Regions from separate parts of the Gossypium arboreum genome. Here region 2 is linked to region 1. Evidence: chromatin contacts called from public Hi-C data. All regions are on one chromosome and are shown on one strand. The core of a region is the stretch at or near the end of the contact, and the rest is flanking DNA. Distances in the headings are between cores, read along the strand shown. Region 1 holds the start of LOC108464412 (probable inactive purple acid phosphatase 2). Region 2 holds the start of LOC108461762.

Evidence for each region. A called contact is a pair of places that touch in the nucleus more often than the background predicts.
Region 2: a Hi-C map of leaf shows a contact between it and region 1, with 2.1 times the contacts expected there. The contact joins the promoter of LOC108461762 here to the promoter of LOC108464412 in region 1.

The regions. Positions count from the first base shown.
Region 1 is chr13:29,189,972-29,197,255 of ASM2569848v2, reverse strand. It overlaps LOC108464412 (probable inactive purple acid phosphatase 2), which reads right to left and starts at 2,481. Exons shown (of 2, transcript XM_017764703.2): 1 at 1,645-2,481; 2 at 1-795. The coding sequence starts at 2,331.
Region 2 is chr13:29,607,973-29,614,927 of ASM2569848v2, reverse strand. It overlaps LOC108461762, which reads left to right and starts at 3,398. Exons shown (of 1, transcript XM_017761694.2): 1 at 3,398-6,298. The coding sequence starts at 4,145. The coding sequence ends at 5,590. LOC128287047 (small nucleolar RNA R71) reads left to right here and starts at 441; the gene lies at 441-547.

The DNA of each region.
Region 1 (7,284 bases), core at 1,232-3,731:
TGTGAAGTTCTTCAATGGACAAAACCTCTCGTACCGATGAACATGGCCCCATAATGCAAGGTTTACATTGTTTTTCACAAATAAAGGTTCCAAATGCTCAAGCATTTTCTCTCTCAATGGGGCGTCCCTACTTTCGAAACTTGTAGTGTACATTGGTCTATGCCCTTGAACTACAACAAAAGGGGTCTTCATCCGATCAACCGACTCTAGATCATGCTTCAGAAAGTCATATTGGCTGCTTCCCGGAAGGAAATTGGTCTCGGTTGACATGTACACAAAATGAACGGGCCCCATATCAAATGAGTAGTAAAGGTTTCGGGTGGCTGGAGCACGGGTTCCAGTTGGTTCTGAAGAGTTGCCAGGCATATTGAATCTAAGGCTGTAGGGAACCCCACATTCACCACCTCCATCAGTTCCATAAATTAAATTGGCCCAGTCAGGTTTCCAAGGCTGTGAAGGCCAATCATATTCATGATTGCCAATGCACACATGATACGGCACCTTGGAGGCAACAGGCTCAATTAAGTTGAAAAATTCATCCCACAACCATGAATAGCCTCTTGCATAGCTGATATCCCCGATATGGGAAATGAAAGTAGGCTTATCTCCAAGAGCTTCAAGGTCACGCAGGATCCACTTAATGGTTGATATGCTTTCATCTTGTGTGCGACTAAAGGTTAAGTAGGGTGTAGCAGTCCCCATGTCTCCAAATAGGAAGGCTATTGTTTCATTTGAACTTTTGTCCCATGACACAAAGCTATGTGTCGTGCTCCAACCTTTAGACTCGCTTCCAACCTGTTAGAATGTGCAAACCAGAGCTAAATTAACCATGAAAGTTTAATTGAAAGTACAACAATGTCATGAGGGAAAAATATGCTTCAATACTTTTCATTAGTCCTGCCATGTAACAAGGAAACAACGTGTAATTGAAGTTAACATGATAAAAAATAGATGAATCACACTCAAAATATCATATGAATTAACTTGAATTGATAACTAGCCACCTACTGATAGCGTCACTAAGTAGGCAAAGGATACTAATTCCACCTCAGAAAGGAAGGAAAGGTCTTTTTGGATATATATATATATATAAAAGCAGATATGCTACAAATCCTATCAAACATGTTTGGGAAGAAAGCAATAGCTCCGTGACAAGTGGTATTAGAGCCACTAATAACTACCCGAGTCCACATTGAAAAGGAAAAGAAAATCTTTAAATACATAAGTGTGTGCACTACACAGCTTATCAAAAAAAAAAAAAACACTTTGAGCAGATACACAATATGCTGCAGGCCAATGGTCCCATGACCATAGCACTAGATCAAAGATTCAAACTTCGAACCTAGGCCCACCCTCTCCTTCATCAGGACTAAGCTCTTTCTATAACAACATTTATTATAAATGTCATGCTTGTCAGAAAACTAAATTCTTATGTTTTATTTTATCCTTCATCTATAACAACAATAAGCATAAAGCATATCTACTTCAAATATTATTATGGTTATAGATGTAACATGATAAAAAGGAAATTGTAATGCAAGACAAGGAGCTCAGCATTGTAGCACAACCATTTGAATGAAGAAGGCGTTTTTTAGTTGGAACAAAATGTAGTTCAAAACATCTCCAAATTTAGCATTTAATTACCTGATAATAGTATTTCACCCCACCCTTTAAACCCGACATGACAGCGTCAAATATCCAACCAGGATCTCTCCAACCAACGCTCTCATTGGCCGGCGCGTGACACATGTCTTCCCTCTCGTACCTCCCCACACGTGCCACCGCTACGTCACCTTCCCACTCTCCTTCCTTCTCTCCGTACCTCACCTGCCTCTCCTCCGGGTCCTCCGCAACGAACATCACCCGCATCTCCCTTTCCCGACCGGTCAACGACAAGTGGATCTGCCCCGGCCCACGACCCAATTCGAAACCCACCGTCTCGGATTCCGCCAACAAGTGCTTCGTGCCCGGGAGGGGATTATGATCCTGGTCGTGGATTTCCGGGTTGACCTCGGATTCGGTCCAGCGGAAGATCCGGAAGGAGTAGTTAGAGCGGAGGGAGGTGAGGGGGAGAGAAATGGAGCCCGCTCCAGATTCCCAAGTTGAGGAAGAAGATGAAAGGAACTTGTAACCGATGAAGTTGTCGTGGGGTGAGTCGGGGGGCGAGTAGAGACCGAGCCAGTCGAGCTTGGACGGTGACTCGATGCCGGACCATTGGATGTGAACCGAATTACCCGATTTAGAAAGAGTTTTGGGGTTGACGGTGAGGATGGGTTCGGGTCGGACTTGAGAGATTAAAGGAAGGAAGAAGAAAAGCAAGATCATATTCATGGCGGATAACGGAAGTTAATCAAGTTGAGGATTGCAATAAAAGCGAAAGAAACAAGTATGGGCCTTTTTTTTTTGGGAAATAGAGAAATGTATGGGCTTTGAATAAAGGATTAGGCATATTTCTTTTTGAGGAAGATTATAATTGAGTGCCATTTTTATATATTTAGCAAAAGTGGATGACTTTTCAATTATTTAGCAAAAAAACATTTGTCCATATACTCATACAAAAATAAAAAACATGTAATAATATCATAATTGGTCTCTAAAAGTTTATCAAATTTTCAATTTAGTCCATTTATATTTAAAAATATTATGTTATTTTTAAAATTTAAAATTGTATTGTTTAAAATATTTAAATTTATTATTTTAGTATGCTAATTATCTTTTAAAAATTTAGAAAGTGAGTGTTGAATATTTTTAAGACATAATATATTATCTTTTAAATATTAAAAACTTGACAATTAGAATTATAAATCTATAATTCTGTATTATTGAAAAGAGAGTATCAATATTAAAACTAGTTTGTAGGTTTAAAAGGAATTTTAAAACTTTTGTTCATTTTATAATTTGATTGAGTTTAGTCCTATTCAAGTCGAGAGTGATATTTAGATGAAGCCTATTCAGCAATAATGATTTTAGGATTTAAACTCAATCAAAATTCCTAAGAAATAAGTTTATTTCAATTTTTTATAATTTTAAATTTTCATATATTAAAATAATGATACTTAAATTTTTTAATTTAAAAATAACATACTATTTTTAAATATAATTTTAAAGTGAAAGCAAGATATATAAAATTTTGAAATTTTGATATATGAGGATTGAGAGAAGGAAGGAACCTGTAGAATATGAGAGTAGAAGTGAAAGTCGAGATATGAAGGTGTCAATTTTGAAGCAGGTATATAATATAACAAAAAGTCCGTTTTAATAGATCAATTATGTTCTTTCAATCTTACATGTATTAATGCTACATCTATTTAATTTTGTTATTAGTATGTACAATTTATGACACTGTTTAGTTGTTGTTATTGTTAATGTGGCAGGGTGATTTTTTTTTTCCTGTTATACGATGACATTAGTTTAATGTTATTTAAAACAAATCAGATCCGTTGAATCAGGAATTAATTGGGGTTACCAATTAGAAGATGGTCTTTGAACCGTTTGATTCAAGAATCATTATTAATCAGCACACTTAAACCTAGCATTAATATCAATATCAATGTTAATCAAGTTATGAATCAATTGATAATACAACATTAAATTATGAAATCCTCACGAATTAAATGAAAAATTCTGTAAGAAACATATTTGTAGATAAGTCTTTAGTTAAAATAGTGAAATTAAAACATTAAATATTATGGTATTTTAAGTTTAAATCTTACCATAGTAATATTTTATAAAAATATATATAAAAGTAAAAACACCATTATATTAATATTTGTTATTTTATAAAACAATAGACTTTTAGTCATGTTTCAACTAAATTAATGTTCCATTGACGAATGACAACAATTCGATCAAAAGCTTAAATAATAATATAAATATAAATACTTAGTAATTATAATATATTTAAATAATAATAATTAAAATTTACACAATGAAACTTAAGGTTAATTATAATTTTTAAGTAGGGCTTGTTTGAAAAAGTGTTAAAAAATTGGTTAGTTATGGGAAACAGATGCCATTTTAGTTTTCTTGAAAATGGAAAACATTGAAGAAACATGTTTGGTTAAAAATTTTAAAATGATTCTTAGAAAATGAAAAATAAAAAACAATAAAAAGTTATTTTCACTAAAAATGCGTTTGTAAAAGTGAATGATGAAAATAAGAGTTTACAACTTTTAATGAATTGACTTTGGTTATTTAACAAAACAAATTTCAATGGTATTGAAAAATTCAATTTTGGGGTCAAATTTTCTTAATTCGAGTTGGCTAAAAATTAGGATTGAATAATTAAGTGTTGAATATGTAACAGCTCGATTTAGGATCTAGTCGAAACAGTGGTCTCGGGACCACAAATCCGAAGTTATAAAATTTATTCTATTACAATTATGAGGTTGTAACATGATTATAATAGTGCATGAAAAATTTGGTGAGTCAATTTTAACGTTTGTGAGCCCAATTGCGAAAAAAGACTAAATTGCATAAAAGGTAAAAGTTACTTTTTAGTACCCCAAATGTGTTAAATAGCTAGAGAACTAAAATTAGAGGATTTCAAAGAGTAATTTGACCCCTAGAAGCAAGGTGGCCGGCCATAGGAAACAAAATTGGTCAAATAGTCAAAGTTTAGGTGAATGATGTCATGAGTTGGTGATAAAATAATGCCTAAAAAGCCTAGCTATTATTTTCTTCTTCTCCATGTCTTCTCCCCACCGAAAATATCAACAAAAGAGGGGTTTTTGAAGCTTTGAAATTTCAGCAACTTATTACCTCAACAAGTAAGTGATTCCCATGTCCCTAGTTAATAATTTTTGCACTTTTGAGACCCTTGAAGTATAAGCTTTCAAATGAGGGGTCTATTTTGCAAAATGATTGAGAGTTTAGGGTTTTTCCATGAAAGGATTTGTGATGTTTGCTAAGTTTTTATGGAAGAATATGAGTCCTAGTTGTGACATAAACAACTTTTGTGAAAGGTATTAGCATGAAAACACCTAAAGGGACTATTTTGTGTAAGTTGCAAAATAGGTGATATGAGTGTGAAATAGTGAGATTTTGGGATTGCTACAGCAGTAAAAAGAGTTTAAATAGCTTGAAATACAAATTAATTTATATAAAAATTGATTTTCCAGCATAGGGGTAAAATGATCATTTTGCTAAAGTTCAGGGGCAAAATGGTCATTTTTCCAAAGATATGAATTTATGATTGCCTAATTGTAATTAGTGATTAAATGAGTGCATTTTGTTATTATAGATCAAGATTTGTCAAAACCGAACCTAGACCAGGGCAAAGCCAAGCAATCCAAGAAAACAGACTAGTCAAGTATATTTTGTAGATTGAGGTAAGTTGTATATAAATAATACGACTACATTGTTAATGTATGTAATCGAATTGTCATTGAATTGATATAGTATGAATTGCTAGATTGTGAACTGAGATTGTATATTAATGATTGAGATAGTGGAATGGTCTAGTTGAGACCCTAGGAAACAAACCGGATATTTATGCCATAACGTTTAGATTTCTTGTGTGCCAGTGTAAAACATGCCTGGGTCATGCATCAGCCACATTATGAGTGCCAGTATAAGACCATGTCTAGGACATGGCATCGGCATAGAGACGAGTGCCAATGTAAGACATGTTTGGGACATGCATTGGCCTCGCGATGATAGCCAGTGTAAGACGTGTCTGGGACACGCATCGGCTAAGAGTTGTGCTAGTGTAAGACATGTTTGGGACATGCATCAGCACGTATATACGAGAGCTAGTATAAGACCATGTCTGGGACATGGCATCGGCCTCGATGATGATAGCCAGTGTAAGACCATGTCTGGGACATGGCATCGGTAACTTATCCCATGTTCGAGGCTTATAGAATATCCGGTAGTTTTCCGAAAGGTTCAACTTTAAAGGTTATGAAAATGACTTAATAAGGAAAGTATAAAAATGTTTTGAGTGATACAGGTACCTATTTGGTATGCATGAGTAATGAGTTCAAATTAGAAAATGTGATTTGAGTAGACGGTAATGAGTAAGTCAAGTTTATGCTTACCTTTGAGCTATGAGTATGATGACTAATGGTAAAATTGTTGTTGTATATTTATTTATATGCAACTTACTAAGCTTTATGCTTACTCTCTTTTCTTTCCCCTTTTCTTTCAGTGCTGCTTAATTAGCTTAAGGATTCTTTGAAGTCAGAGATATCGATCACACTATCAATCGAAGCACTTGGTATAGTACAAATCTTCTTTTAAGTATGGCATGTATAGGGCTAGACCAGGATGTTGATTTAAATGAGAAATTGGTTATGTATTTTGGCTTAAGTCAAAGCCCTTCATTTTGTATCAAGCCTAGAATAATGGCTATTTTTCATTTTGATAAATGCATATAATGTTCTTTCTATGGATGAATTGGTGTCTATTGTGGAGAAATTTGTGTATTGAAATGATCTTGTGTAGGTTGTGTAAATTGGGTGACAAAATGACTTGGAAATGGCCTCCTTTTTGTCCACACGGGCATGACACACGGGCGTGTGTCTAGGCCGTGTATGACACGCGGCTCACCCCCATGGGTGTGTGTTTTGGCCGTGCGTCCCCTGCACTTAAACTTTTTAGTCAGTGTTGTACACAGGTAGGCCACACGGGCGTGTGCCATGGCCATGTCTTAAAGTCAGTATTGTATACGGGCAGGTCACACGGGCATGTGCCATGGCCATGTTCTTAAGTCAGATTCACACACGGGCTGAAAGCACGGGTGTGTTCTAAGCCACACGGACGTATGTGTCCACATGGTCTTTACCCATATAGGCGTGTGGAGCCTTAAAGCACAAAATTTTCCATGTTCTTCTTAAGTTCTCGATTTGGTCCTGAACCATCTTGAATGTATGTTTTGGGCCTAGTAAGCCCATTTAAGAGACAGATTGCTTATGAAACAAAAAGTTTTAATTTGATCAAGATTTTTATGACCTGATTTCCTAAGATTGATTGAGTTTAAGTTAGGTAGCACTTCAAACCCTATTATGGCGTCGGATACGGGCGAGGGGTGTTACAGAATACGAGATTGTAAAGTCGAATTATTATGTGTTATTAGATTAAATTGGTTAATAAAAATAATACATGGACTAAATTGATTAATACATGGACTAAATTGATAAGTGACTAAAATAAAAGAAATTGATTTTAAATTCATAAGTGCCTTAAAAAGCAATTTAACTAAGGTCATAGTAGCAATTCAACCATTTTAAATGTTATGATAATTCTTAATCAAAGGTTGAGTCATCACATACCATTAAGTGT
Region 2 (6,955 bases), core at 2,149-4,648, 420 kb before region 1:
GAGGTTGGTAAGTATTATTTTTAACAGAATTAGAGTTAATACCTCATCCCTAGCCAAGATTATACGTATTTGAATAAGGATTTCTACCCCTATTCCCTATATAATTCATGTCCTCGGTTGGATTATTGAGATAATAAAATAGAGGTCTATTTTTTTTTAATGTTGACGACACATTAGATGATGACTTTATATGGTTAAGTTTGTCCAAAATTTGTTAATATCTACCGTCTTTTTGGACAACTTTTACCGTAGATGGTCTCTGGCCCTATGTCAATAATTTGGTTAGCCACTAACAGGAATTCATTACCTCATTTTCAATTAGGTCATATGCATCATCATATGTCCTATTCATCAGGGCTCTTCCTACAGCTCCATCTAGTTCTGAGCGTGTGTGTGCCTCCAACCTATTATAAAACATCTGCAGTCTCAGCCATTCAAGTAAATCACGGTGTGGGCATCTTTGGATTAACATCTTGAAATGCTTCCAAGCTTCATGAAAACTCTCTCATTCTAGTTGCTTAAATGTAGCAATTTCTCTTTTTAGTTGAATTATTTTGCTAATAGGAAGAACTTTTGTAGAAATTTTTCTGCAAGTTTATTCCATGTCATGATAGATCCCAATGCCTGCGAGTCTAACCAAGTAAAGGCGTTATCGATCAAAGAGAAAGAGAATAGTTGAAGACGTATAATGTCGTCGGTAACCCAGTTGTATAAAAATGTAACAAAAAGCTAAATGAATCATTTTAAATGCTGGTTTAGGTCCTCTTTCATTATGTCTCTGAATTGCAAATTGTTTTGGATCATCTGGATGATGGTCAGTTTGATTTCGAAGTTATTTTCCGTGATAGTTGACCTTGTGATGCTTCTTTCAACCACCTCTAGATTAGGTAGGGCATAATCCCTTAAGGTTCTTTCAGCTTATGTCATAGGTGGATTTACTAGTAGTTATGGTGGTGGTGGTGGTAAATCTTGGATGTTAGCATTGTTAACCTTGTCGAATAGAGGGTTCTCACGCAATGGATTACCTGCAATAAGTGGTTGATTTCGCATCTATTATTGCTGTTGTTACTATCGACGATTTATGCGGATTATTCTTTTTGGACCAGTGGTCGGCCCTATAGGTGTTCCCCTACTACGAGTCATACAATGACCTAAAAAAAAATTAGTAAAAATAAAAAATAAAAATAAAAATCATATTTATAATTTAAATATTTCCTAATTATTCTATTAAACACAAAGATTAAAATCAACTTAGTAGCATTGCCTCTCCGGCAATGACGCCAACAACTTGGCCGCCTCCGGACGTACTAATGTCCAGAGTGTGAATACTACAACTATAGATGTCGAATTGAGGCTGTGTTTGCAAGTATACAAGTCAGGTTGCAATATAGTTTTACAATGAAGTATGTGAGTACTCCGAGGATTGTATCTAAGGGAGGCGAGTACTAAATTAAAGTTAACCTAAACAAAAATAAAATTAATTAGTAAAACAAATAAATTATATTAGGACAAATCATAAAGAAGAATTTTTTTGGTTTTTATAAGTAAGAATGAAAATTGCATAAATAAAATAGATTTTAAAAAACTAAATTATAAACTTAATCAAATGTAAAATGGGTGATTAGCTCGCTTTGGTGATCATAACTAATTCCTATTTCGGGTTTCTATTCAATCAACTAGTTGTTTCCTTAGTAGGATCGCTCAATCTTCTATTAAACTAATAAGTCGACAATAACTACTTATCTCTCGACCTCACAGTCCAGACCAGTTCAGGGTTAAGGTGTTTACGAATAAGCTATACTAATTTTGGGTTAATTCTCACCTAAATGACTTTTTAGGGTCGTCAAACCTAATGTTTAAATTCTTCTTCTCCCAAATAGCTTATCTGCTAAGAAAACCCTATATAGCAATCAGTCAATCCACACCTCCACTCACTAATCCCCCATAAGAAGATTAGTTTCTCATAGAATCCATAAACATGATAAACTTGATAATAAAGATATGTATAAAGAGTAAATCAAGAATAGAGTTTAGAAAATCTTGTTTGTATTCGATTGATGAAATGCAATAATCCTAAAATGTTTGATTGCGTTTACAAAGCAAGTTCTTTGAAGAGCACAACAAAAAAAAATTAAAAATAAACCTAAAACCTAAAGGAAAGGAAAACTGAAACTAAAATTACAGAGAAAAACTTAGAATATGAAAATATGTCCTCAACAAGTGTTTGAAGAGCCTATTTATAGAGTTAGGGTTGACCATCGTCTTCAACCCTAGGTTAGCTAATGTTTTTGTGTTAATTTCCATTATGTGGACCAAATCGCCCCTCACTCGTAACTGTTCCCATACAGGGCCGGTGTTGTGACACCCTAGTGCCGTGTCGCGACATTGAAGGCAGTATGCCTGGTTCAGGTTTTGCTACAAGGGTATGTCGTGACATCCTATGGCTATGTTGCGACATCAAAGGCAAACTTGAAATTCTTGTATTTTGATCCCTATGTTGCGACACTGAACTTCTCGTGTTGCAACACAACAACCAGCCTTAAGTTTCTATACCTTTGAATGGTGTCCTGCACACTCACTAAGTACATACATTAGCTCACCTTTAGGCCTCATTCAACCCTTAAGGTCATAAAAAAACTCAAAATACATGTTTTATTAAATTCAAACCAAATATGGAAAACTTAACTAAAACATAATAAAAATGCTTGTATTCAAGCTCTTTAAGTACGAAAACTAGTTTAATCTGCTACATGGTATTATGGCAAATCAAGAACCAATATTATATTAATGAGATCATTCTGCTAGACTAATTGTCAATTTAAGCATTGCATGCCACATTGAATATGATGTAAAGTATATTTAAAATAAATGAATCAAGTTATAAATATTTGTGGCTTGTTGTATGAACAGTTTGAATCTAATGTGTTAAAAAAAAGATAGTGTTAATAAGATTCATGGAAAACTTGAGTCATATGACATAGCTTGGGTCCAAGTTGCTTATGCAATATGTATACATATGTTTAGAATAAAATTCATGTGTTTTAAACATGATTTAAGTCAGATTTGAGTTGACACTTAATAGCTAGGCAAATGAAAAACTTGATTGATATGATACTAGTACTTTAAAAACTCAATTAGAACGTTTTGATGTTTAAAAATTAATTTAGAGTTTGAGTCATAGTTTGAGGACTTCAAGTGCAAATAATTAAAAAAAGAGAAGTGAGAAAATTGAGGAGGAGGACTTAATGCCTAAACTAATGGATAAATTTGAACCATATTATGAATAGGGGATGAAATTTCTTAAAAAAAAAACGGAAAAAGAAGAAGAAAAGGGGGCCCAACCACAATGTAACATGTTGGCATATTGTACAATGAAATGTATGTATGTGTTATAGTGGAGGGTAAGGGAAGAAACTGAAAAGCAAACAATGGTTGGAGATTCTGCCCCTTTTGTGTGAGTGAGCTTTACAACAAGCAAGACAAAGTTAAGGCATCGTTTGGATGTTGTAGCCATAAGAAAAACTCCTCACTCATTGGGATCCTTAAAAAAATCTTGACCGTTCAATCCTCCCTTTTACCTGATGCTTCTCACTTCAATACACGTGCTCTCTCTCTTTTTCTTCCCTTTTAAATCCTTTTGCTTCCATGCATGGAATTCTCCTCCAACTACAACACACACACACACACCAAAAGGGTATCTAGAGAGAGAGAAACAGAAACAGTCTTGGGGTATTTTATTTTATTTCTTTTGTTCCTCTTGTAAGCCTCTTCATCGCCATCATTAGCGACCCTTCTTTATAAAATGTTTGATTTTTTTTTCTGGGTTTAAACAATTTTGAGATGAGCAAAAGAAATGGGATTTTTAAAAAGGGTCTCTTTTTGTTGTGGGTCGGATCTCTTTGTTGTACTTGAAACAGAGAACCTGTCACATCTCAGCTGCTGATTCTCGTTTTTTTTGATCATCTTCACTGAAACTAAAGCAAGCAACTTTTTTGTGATCTGTTTTTTTTCTCTCTCTGTTCCTTGATCTGTGTTCTTGGTTTCTCACAACAAAGATGGATGAAAGGAAATGCAAGAAATGAGTCACGGTTCCGGTTTGGTTCACTGGGTATTTTCAGTTTTTAAGTGATCAAAATATTTTTTAATGGAGCAAAATCAAGGAAAGAAGTTTGTTTGCAAGTTTTGCAACAAAGGGTATCCATGTGGGAAGTCCTTAGGAGGTCACATAAGGACTCACATGAATACTGAGAATCTTGGTGAAGCAGAGGAAAAGGCTGAAATCTCCATAAACAACAAGCAGCGTTTCTGTTCTAGGAACATAAAGAGAGCTGCTGAGGCTGAAGCTGGTGGTGGCCAATCTGCAACTTATGATCTAAGGGAGAACCCCAAGAAAAGCAAGAGATTTTCTGATTTAGGCAATGGTTCTGTACTCAAAGAGATGATTTGTAAAGAATGTGGTAAGGGTTTCCAATCATTGAAAGCTCTTTGTGGTCACATGGCTTGTCACTCAGACAAAGAAAGGGTCTTTCAGAAACTTGAGGATCATTGGGGTAACACTGAGAAACAGAAGCTGGTTGTGGATAGTCAATCAGATACTGAAATATCAACTCCAAGTAGGAGGAGGAGATCCAAAAGGATAAGGTGCAAAATAGGAGGTGTTTACTCTAATAATTCAGTCTCTTTGGCAAATGGTTCGTCATCTGTATCAGAGATTGAAGAACAAGAACAGGAAGAGGTTGCTATGTGTTTAATGATGCTGTCAAGGGATTCTGGTTGTAAGAAAGGGCTGAATTCAGTTGCTGATTCTTCAGACAACAACTCTGTCGTTCTGGAGGCTAAGTCATCCTCCATAGATTTGAGGATTACTGTTAAGAATGCTAACAATGGTGGTGAGCTTTTGAAGATGAAAAAACAAGGAGTCATCAAGCTGAAATCTGCTGGGTCTGATCCTTGTTCTGAAAATTCTGATTCTGGGTATTTTAGGAATGGGCCCAAGAAGGTGGAACCAGATGTTTCAAGCAATGGGGTTACCAACAATGTTGAATGTAAGAAACTCAAGGTAAAGTCTAGATCTGGATTTGAAGACATTGATGCAACACTTGGTAAAAATAGGAGTAAATTCAAGTACGTGAAAACTGAATTCCCTAAGGATTTGGTTAGTGAAGTAGGGGATAATCAAGATGATAGAGCTTTGACTAAATATGGTTTAAGAAGTGGGAAGAAAGATTATTCCAGTTCTCCAAAGGGAACCAAACTTGAGTCAATACATGATAGAGGTGAAGACAGCTTAGCAAATGGTTCTTTTCATGCTCCAATGGCTGCTACCAAGTTGTCAAATGGCAATGCTGAGAAAAGATTGGGGTCAAAGAAAAACAAAGGGCATGTATGCCCTTTCTGCTTCAGGGTTTTCAAGTCAGGCCAAGCTTTAGGAGGTCACAAAAGGTCCCATTTTGCTGGGGGTTCAGAGGAGACAACATTGGTCATCAAACAAGACTCACCAGATATGCCATTACCAGCTCTTATTGACCTTAACCTTCCAGCTCCTCTTGAAGAAGATGCAATGGAGAATTCTGGGTTCATCCCATGGTAGCTGTTTAGAAAGCACCACAACCATGATCTCTTTGCTAAGATGAGGAACATGCAAGAGAATTTACAGTGTACAAATGAACAATTTACTCTTTTGGTGTTTCTCTTTGGCTTCTGATTCAATATGGTTTTTTTTGCTAAGGTAAATGTTCCCCTTTTTCTCCTTTTTAAAATTTTATCTATGTTCTTGAACATGTATCTTCATGCTTACACAACTTTTCAATTCATTGTCCATCTTTTTTGTAACATTCTCAACTATGGTTTTTTTTTTTTTTCAGTACTCTTTCAAATCTGTCAAATATAGAGTCTTGTAGGAAGCAAAAAACAGCAGCTTCTGATTTTTAACTTGTATGATAAAAGCATTTGATATATAGGTAGGCTATCATATGTTATCCTTTGATACAACCAATCTCACTGTTGAAGTGTTGTTTTTAAAGAAGAGCCAAGGACCACCTGCTTTTTGGGGAAAACATTAAAGAAAGCTTCATTCTAAGGAGTGGAAATGAAGTTTCCCCTAAATTCACATGCCCCAAGAACTGTACACGCCATTTATTTGCTACTTTCTACACATATTTAGACACTCCAATAGGTTGCATTTTTAAGCACATACACACACCCCCACACATATATGTACTGTTTGGGAAATGACATAAGATCAATTTTAATGCTCTCCTTTTTGTTAATAACAAAAGATTAAGTTTCTCCATCTTAACAGACCTTGTCTGTCAATGAACAAAAGAACGGAGAAAGGAGCTTTGTTTCTCACATTATTCTCTTTCCTTTAAATATAGTTCAAGAATTTAGGTCAACCCCCCAATGCTAGGCATGTAAAAGTAGGTAGAAATGAAAAATCTTTGAGCTATTGGAGATGGCATTGAAAGAGGTGAAGATATTATTGAGTAGTTGGACTGTTTTATTTATTTGAAGGAATTTTCTTTTATTCAACAATCGCATCCGAATTCAAATAACTTGGGAGAGTACTCATATTGACAGAATGCAATTAAACAAAACAAACCCAATCTCATTTTTTATACCATTTAATTGGACAGAGCAGCATATTTCTTTATAACAGCACACCATGACCCTTTTGTTGGTTGCTCATTATTATATTCTCTTATCTATTGATTGTGTGGCTACTTGAGAAAGAGACTATGTGTAAATTAGTTAAAGGTTTTTCATGTTGATTATAGTGATTTAGGCCATTGAATTTAGGGTTTTTTAATGGCCCAATCATAGATGAGCCCACTACAAAATGATGGAAAATTCCAAATTGGGCTCAAATGTCCATTTTTATCTTCTTTCAAACTTGGTGCTTGGAATACTGAAAAATTTGTAAATTTTTTATTTTGGGATAAAGCAATTTTAGGCC